Regions from separate parts of the Arachis hypogaea genome. Here region 2 is linked to region 1. Evidence: chromatin contacts called from public Hi-C data. All regions are on one chromosome and are shown on one strand. Each heading gives the region's core, a stretch centred on a gene start, on an enhancer-like site or on the middle of the called end of the contact. The rest is flanking DNA. Distances are from core to core; before and after follow the strand shown. Region 1 holds the start of LOC112743818 (small ribosomal subunit protein eS25x). Region 2 has its middle 16 kb from the start of LOC112743007.

The links. Hi-C and Micro-C count contacts between places; a contact is called where the count stands out from the background.
Region 2: a Hi-C map of leaf shows a contact between it and region 1, with 2.8 times the contacts expected there. The contact joins the enhancer-like site here to the promoter of LOC112743818 in region 1. A contact is called at or near these places in 2 of 8 Hi-C or Micro-C datasets (leaf and an unstated tissue).

What each region holds. Positions count from the first base shown.
Region 1 is chr14:118,290,747-118,294,344 of arahy.Tifrunner.gnm2.J5K5, forward strand. LOC112743818 (small ribosomal subunit protein eS25x) reads left to right here and starts at 1,676. Exons shown (of 4, transcript XM_025793169.3): 1 at 1,676-3,185; 2 at 3,259-3,333; 3 at 3,566-3,598. The coding sequence starts at 3,183. It overlaps LOC112743817 (CBL-interacting protein kinase 2), which reads left to right. Exons shown (of 2, transcript XM_025793166.3): 2 at 1-1,410. The coding sequence ends at 1,211.
Region 2 is chr14:118,566,336-118,569,933 of arahy.Tifrunner.gnm2.J5K5, forward strand. No RefSeq gene overlaps it. Among protein-coding and RNA genes, the nearest start is that of LOC112743007, 16 kb to the left of the region's middle. Within about 2 kb of position 1,541, at least 1 of the 3 cell types and tissues checked has open chromatin away from gene starts, as enhancers often do.

The sequences.
Region 1 (3,598 bases), core at 426-2,925:
TTAAGCGTGAAATTTCGGTGATGAGACTAATTCAGCATCCGCATGTGGTGGAGCTTTATGAGGTAATGGCCAGTAAAACCAAAATCTACTTCGTCATGGAGTATGCAAAAGGGGGTGAGCTCTTCAACAAGATACTTAAAGGAAAACTCAAAGAGGATGTTGCCAGGAGATACTTTCAGCAACTGATTAGTGCAGTCGACTATTGTCACAGCCGGGGGGTGTGCCATCGAGATTTGAAACCAGAAAATCTACTATTGGATGAAAATGAGAATTTGAAGGTTTCAGACTTTGGATTGAGTGCTCTTGCTGAATCGAAGCACCAAGATGGATTACTCCATACAACATGTGGTACGCCGGCCTATGTTGCGCCAGAAGTGATAAACAGAAGGGGTTATGATGGGGTGAAAGCTGATATATGGTCCTGCGGGGTAGTCTTGTTTGCTCTGTTGGCTGGTTATCTTCCATTTCAGGATAAAAATCTGATGGAGATGTATAGGAAAATCGGTAAGGCGGAATTCAAATTTCCTAAGTGGTTTGCACCTGATGTTCGCCGATTGTTGTCCAAAATCTTGGATCCAAACCCAAGGACAAGGATATCAATGGCCAAAATCATGGAAAGTTCTTGGTTTAAAAAGGGGTTAGACAAGTCTGTGATTACTGCAACTGAAAACAAAGAGCTAGCCCCTCTGGATGCCGAAGATGTTTTCGACACATGCGAGAACTGTCCAATTGCAAAGCCCAAGAAAGAGCAGGGAAAACCTTTCAATTTAAATGCCTTTGACATAATCTCTTTCTCCTCCGGCTTTGACTTATCCGGTTTGTTTGAGGATACTGAGCAAAAGAAAGAGGTCCGGTTCACATCTAACAAGTCCGCCTCGACCATATTCTCTAAGTTGGAAGACATTTGCAAGCGCTTTCGGTTAAAAGTGAAGAAGAAAGACGGAGGTTTGTTGAAGTTAGAAGGTTCCAAGGAAGGCAGAAAAGGGATCTTGGGCATTGCTGCTGAGATTTTCGAGATAACCCCACAGTTCCATCTGGTAGAGTTGAGAAAGGTCAATGGTGACACAGTGGAGTACAAGAAGCTTCTGAAACATGACATTCGGCCGGCACTCAAGGACATTGTTTGGTCATGGCAGGGAGAACAACCACCACAGCATGAAGTGGTGCCGGAAGAGCAACAACAGCAGTCTCATGTTGTGCCTAGTTATTAGGTGCTTGATGTGTACTATGCAAACTACTTGGATGTTGTTTTTACTACCTAGGGTGTTATTATGTTATAAGCTTAACTATGTTATGATCTTGGTCAAGTCCCCTTGTTAATTTGACATATAGTCAGAAATAAGGTGGCTAGTTCAATCTCTTGTACAGATTGTATAACTGAATTGCAAATTTGACCATTTGGATCTTAAATTCTATTCTCATTATCAGATTTTAGTATTTTGTTTTCACTGAATATTGTGTTCTTTCAAATGGCATTTTCTGCATTTTGAAGCTGCAATGATCTCATGGCTTTACTGAAAGCACCATCCTCACAACCTCCATGGTGAAGGGAGGGGAATGAATCCTTTCACGTTAGAATTTTATATGATCTTATCATATAACTACACCCAGGGATGCAATTATCAAGTTATTTGGATGTTAGAAAAAACAAAAACTATTTTCCTTTTTTTAACTTGAAGTGGAAGTTTATGTAGCAAGAGTGAATACCAGGTCAACAAGCAATTGAGACCATTCATGATGGGTTTAATTATTATTAATCATGTTGACATGTTGGGTTCAACTTTAATCTATCTACATTATTTTCTTCGAATGAAGCAACAGTCATCAAATGATAAGAAGACAACTGAATAAATCAGTGTCAAGATTATAGTGACAAATTACATTATTATGGAAAATATAAACTTGTATTTAAGCAATTTATAAAACTACTGTTCAACAATCTTTTACAAAAAGATTCTCTCATAAACAGCTTGAAAACCAGTACCCCACAAAGCATGAGTTCAACAACAATGCACAAGAATTCATAACAGTGACGTCTTTTCCTGGTTCAGCCCACAAATTGTTAGAAACAATGGGTGTAATGTCGATTAGTCATTGTCAAGCTGGACCAAGGTGGTAATCAACTACCGCATTTAGTTTTGGTTAGAACTTAGAACATGCTCAACGTTCAAGGCCAAGGCTTTTCAAGTAACAAACTTCTTTTATTTATTGAATTTAAGGATAAATTATAAAAGATTTACTCGAATTATTTTGCCTCTGATAAAAATATTTTTGAATTTTGTTATCGATAAATTTTTTTTTAAATTATTTAAAAACGCGATAAAAATGTCAAAAAATTATATTTTTATATAAGTGACAAATGATTTTTGTATTTAACAAATCGCATACGTATTTGATCTACAATTTGATAGGAATAGTTAGATAACTATTTAAAAAAAATTTGACTTTTAGATTTTTTTTATTTTTTAAAAGAAATATTGGTTGTTGAAAAATAAATTACAAAAAAATATATATACTTAGCGAAAGATCACAACTTTAAGAATAAATATATCTTATTTTTCTAATAATACTTACAAAAAAACTGCATCAAAATTTAATTTTTAAAATATTTTTTTATAATATATATTTAATGTTAGACATTTTGTCACATTTTTAAATAATTTGAAAATATTTTTATCTATAATAAAATTCGAAAATATTTTTGCCAGCCCTAAAATACTTCAAATGTATTTTCGGTGGTTTACCTTGAATTTAATTAACCCGCTATCAATAATGATAGAAAATGGAAATAGAAAATGTTTTCACTAATTATACACTATAATTATTAAATTTTTTTCATTTTCCATTTTGACTTTTCCTTTTAAGAAATATAAAATATTAGAAATAAAAACAGAATATTGTTCACGAAACAAAATATATATATTTTTTTCGGTATACCACGAAACGCCGAATATGTTATTTCAGTGGGGTTTTTTTTTTTTCATTTGCTTTTCAACTTTATTTTAATAGTGGGCCTGAAAATAAATGGGCCTTCCAAAAATCTCATTGTGGGCCCATCCGTGAATTTAACATCCAAACATATAATGAACATAAAAAAATTCAAGGAAAGAACCCTACCTATATAGTTTCTGAGCTTCAGTTCCTAATTCTCAGTTGCCAATTTCACATCCCTGCTATTTTCCATGGTGCGAATCTCTTCATTCATCTCTTTCTTCTCTCATATGTAATTGCCTAACTGTGTTCTATTCTCGATTGCAGGCTCCAAAGAAAGATAAGGCTCCTCCACCATCTTCCAAGCCCGCCAAATCTGGCGGTGGCAAGCAGAAGAAGAAGGTCCCTTTTCCTTTTTCAATTTTCAGTTTTGAGTTTTTTTCTATATTTTATATGATTGTTATTATGATTTGGTGTTGGTGCTAATATGATTTTGTATCAACTATGATGTGATAATTAGGGTTTTGACTTGGGCATATTTAGTTATATTGTATATCTGAATTTGATGATATATTTTGTTTTGATTACGTAATTAATAATTTCTAAGCTTGAGAATTTGATGTGGAATTAACAGAAGTGGAGCAAGGGAAAGCAGAAGGAGAAGGTG
Region 2 (3,598 bases), core at 291-2,790, 280 kb after region 1:
AATCGAACACAAATCTAATTATCATTTAATTCTATAAAAATTTTATTAATTTTTATTTAAACGTTTATTTAAGTGTCTTTTATCATTAGAGTTATTTTCAAAGTAATAAAGCAAATTAAATAAATTTGAGACCTGAAAAGGGTTTTATTACAAGTTTATAACCTCAAAATTTGATTTTGAATTATCAAGCTTACCTTAAAAAGTGAAAGTCATAATTCCAACGCCTCAAAAATAATAAAAGACTTAAACTAACGAGTGAACAACTAACGAAGTGTTGTTCAAAATAAATAAATATATATATATATATATATAAAATGTTTCATCAATTTAATTTTTAGATTTTTCTTTATAAATATTTTCTCATCTTAGAAGATTATTCTTAATTAATTGTCTGTAATCTATGTTATATTTATATATTATACACCAGATTACTATACGTATCTCCAAAATTTTAACACTTAATAAAATTCTGGAATTAGATCCCAAATTTTGTACATGTATGTGATCTCATATACACCATTTTAATACTCATTATACTTTGATCTAATAGTGATTAAAAACCTGTAATAAAAATATCTAAGATTCTTGTATCTTTAAATTCTGAGTCTAAGGCTTAACTTTAGAATACTTAAAAAAATATAAAAATATTTTATATTATGATGGATTTAAAGTAAAAAGTTTGTGAAGACTATTCTAAATACTATCTTATAACATTGAATTATTATAGTGAAAATATCAATTATTGATAAAAATTGGATATAAACGAGTCTCGATCAAACAATTATATATTATAGTCTATTATCTTGTGAACGCCTTTCATGCATTTATAGATTTTAAGTTTAATTTGACACCTTATGAACAATTTTTTTAACTTCTATATTTTACTGTTCAAGTCCAAATACTTGATAAGTTTTTCAAGTTTATTATTTTTAGTCAAACTTCAAAAAAAAAAAAAAAATTAAGTACAATTCAACTTCCTTTCTTTTGCGTTAATTTTCAAGCATTTTACTTCCATCCCTTTTAAGGAATCAAGTGGCAGTAAAAGTAAAACGGATTCTTAACGTTAGAATGTGATATAAATAGACAAAATTGATTTTAAATATAAATAGTATTACCACTGCTTTAAAATAGATATTTTACCTATTTTGTTATCTATTGTTTCTTACGTTTTCAACCAAATTTTTTTGTTTAATTGTATTTTTTGTATTTTGTCTTTTAACAAAAAAAAAAAAAAAAAAAAAAAAAAACATGATACGTGTTTTCTCTTCCTTTTGTTTTTTTGGGTAAACAGATGCGCATTCTTTTTGGGTCATCTAACTTGAGCTTCCTCTTTAGGTTTGGACATTTATAAGATATGATTTTAATGTTGGGTTTTTCAGAATGTGCCTGCTTTTGTATTTGAAAATAGTCATTTCTACTACATCCAAATGTTTTTGGTAAGTTGGCCATGAATACATCATGGGAAGAATAGAATAAATTTGTACAATGGGCTAAATTCTCTTTTCTCGTAAAAAAATGGCTCAACTTTTTGTTATGTTAGTATGGGTCAATTTGGTGGTCCTAGACTTTTTCCGGGAAAAAAAAAAACAAATTACACTGAAGTGTAAGCTAAATGAGGTCAACCAAAGTTATTTAAACAATAAATTTTAGATCAAGACCAAAAAAAAAAAAAAACCAATAAATTTTAGATAAGAAATAGGTATATAAAATTATTATAGTAAGGTTTGTGGGATTTCTTTTTAAATAAATAATTTAATTCTTTTATTTACTGAAATAGCTCATGTAAAGACAATTTACGTTTTTAAATCTTATTACTTATCTCGTTTACAGTGTAAACAAATTGATTATGTACATATTTTGTTTACACTGTAAACAAGATAAAATATGTACATCGATGAATGTGTCGCAGGTGCACACGTATTGTGTAACAGAGCATATCTCGTTTACAATGTAAACAAGATACGTGCATTATCAATTCGTTTATACTGCAAAACAAGATTTGCACAAATTAAACGGCACCTATATATATAACTCGTTCAATATAGCACTTTTGAAGTATCATTTTCAAACGTTTTTCACTGCCTTTCTTCCTCTTAAATCTTTTTCTTGAGATATTTTGACTTTATGACGCGCGAAGATACAAGGAATGACGATATTAACCGTCTGAACGCGATATGGCATATCGCTGGAGTGATTAACTTTCATGTTAGTGTTATTATATTTTCTTTTGATCAATAAAAAAACATATAATTATAGTTATTGTATTTTTATAGATTAAATATGTATTAATATGTATGACTAAAATAGGTGTTGTGTCAGGAACATAACTTAGGTTAGTTGTTTTTTAGTTTTTATTAATTGTTGATATATATTTTAAGTAACTTGTCTTAGTGAATATTAGATGGAATTTTTGTAAATAAGTATTTTAAATGTTTGATTTAGAAAATAAATGCATGACAATAAATTTACTGTCATTTGAAATAGTTTTTTAATAATTTTTATTTTTATTTTAATATTTATGTTAGGAATTAATTTAGTAATTTTAAAAAATATTAAAGTATCACATTTAAAATAATTGTTTATTACATTTTAATTTTTTTATTTCGTATTTTATATTCTTAATTCTATTTTGAAATATGTTACATATTAATTCATTTTTTAATTTAACAGAGGCCTTATCTCCTACTTTTTATGCGAGTTAGGCACATTATTCTTGCACCATCGGATGTCATTTTTCCTTACTTGAGGGAGGTTAGGTTTGGCAACATAATACAGGTCAAGGACTTTCTGTTAGACAAAACCCCAATTTTTGCATTCGTAGAGTGTTGGCGTCCGAAGACCCACATACACTTGGGTTACTCACCAATGGAGAGCCAGTGGGTGGCTACTTGAGGAACTTCCAGATATGGTACCAGCACTCTGTAGTGGAAGTGGATAGAGGAGATCTTCGATGCCAAGCCTTCGCATGCTCAGTAGTAGGGTGCAAAGGAAGACGTCTTTTTCTATCAAGATGACATGGCATATGTAATAGCCCAGACCACCCGCTAGCACGATATTGTCCGCTTTGGCACACAAGTCCTCACGGTTTTGTCTTTGACGATAGGGATGCTAGCCGAGGCCCCCACACTCACTCGTCAAAACGCGTCATGCTAGGGAGAGGTATCCACACCCTTATAAGGCATGCTTCGTTCCCCTCCCCAACCGATGTGGGCCTTACAATCCACCCCCTAAGGGAGCCCAGCGCCCTCGCTGGCACATCGATCCGGGTTCCGGCTCTGATACCATAATGTAACACCCTAACTACCAAAGCTCACACTTCCGGCTGCGCGACTCTGATAGTTCAGACATTACGACGACTCTTATATTATTTAATACTAAAATATGAGCCTGTTTAAAACTTTAAACCGCAAAACCGCTCCAAAAATACTTTTGCTATACAACGTACATCCATACATACCATACAACTTACAGAAACTCATAAAGAGTACATCCATATATATACATACATATATATAAATAACTTTACAAGCATTAACCAATACAATTCCTATCCCTCTTACAGAATATATCAAGGTAAAGGCGAAGGTACAATAAACCA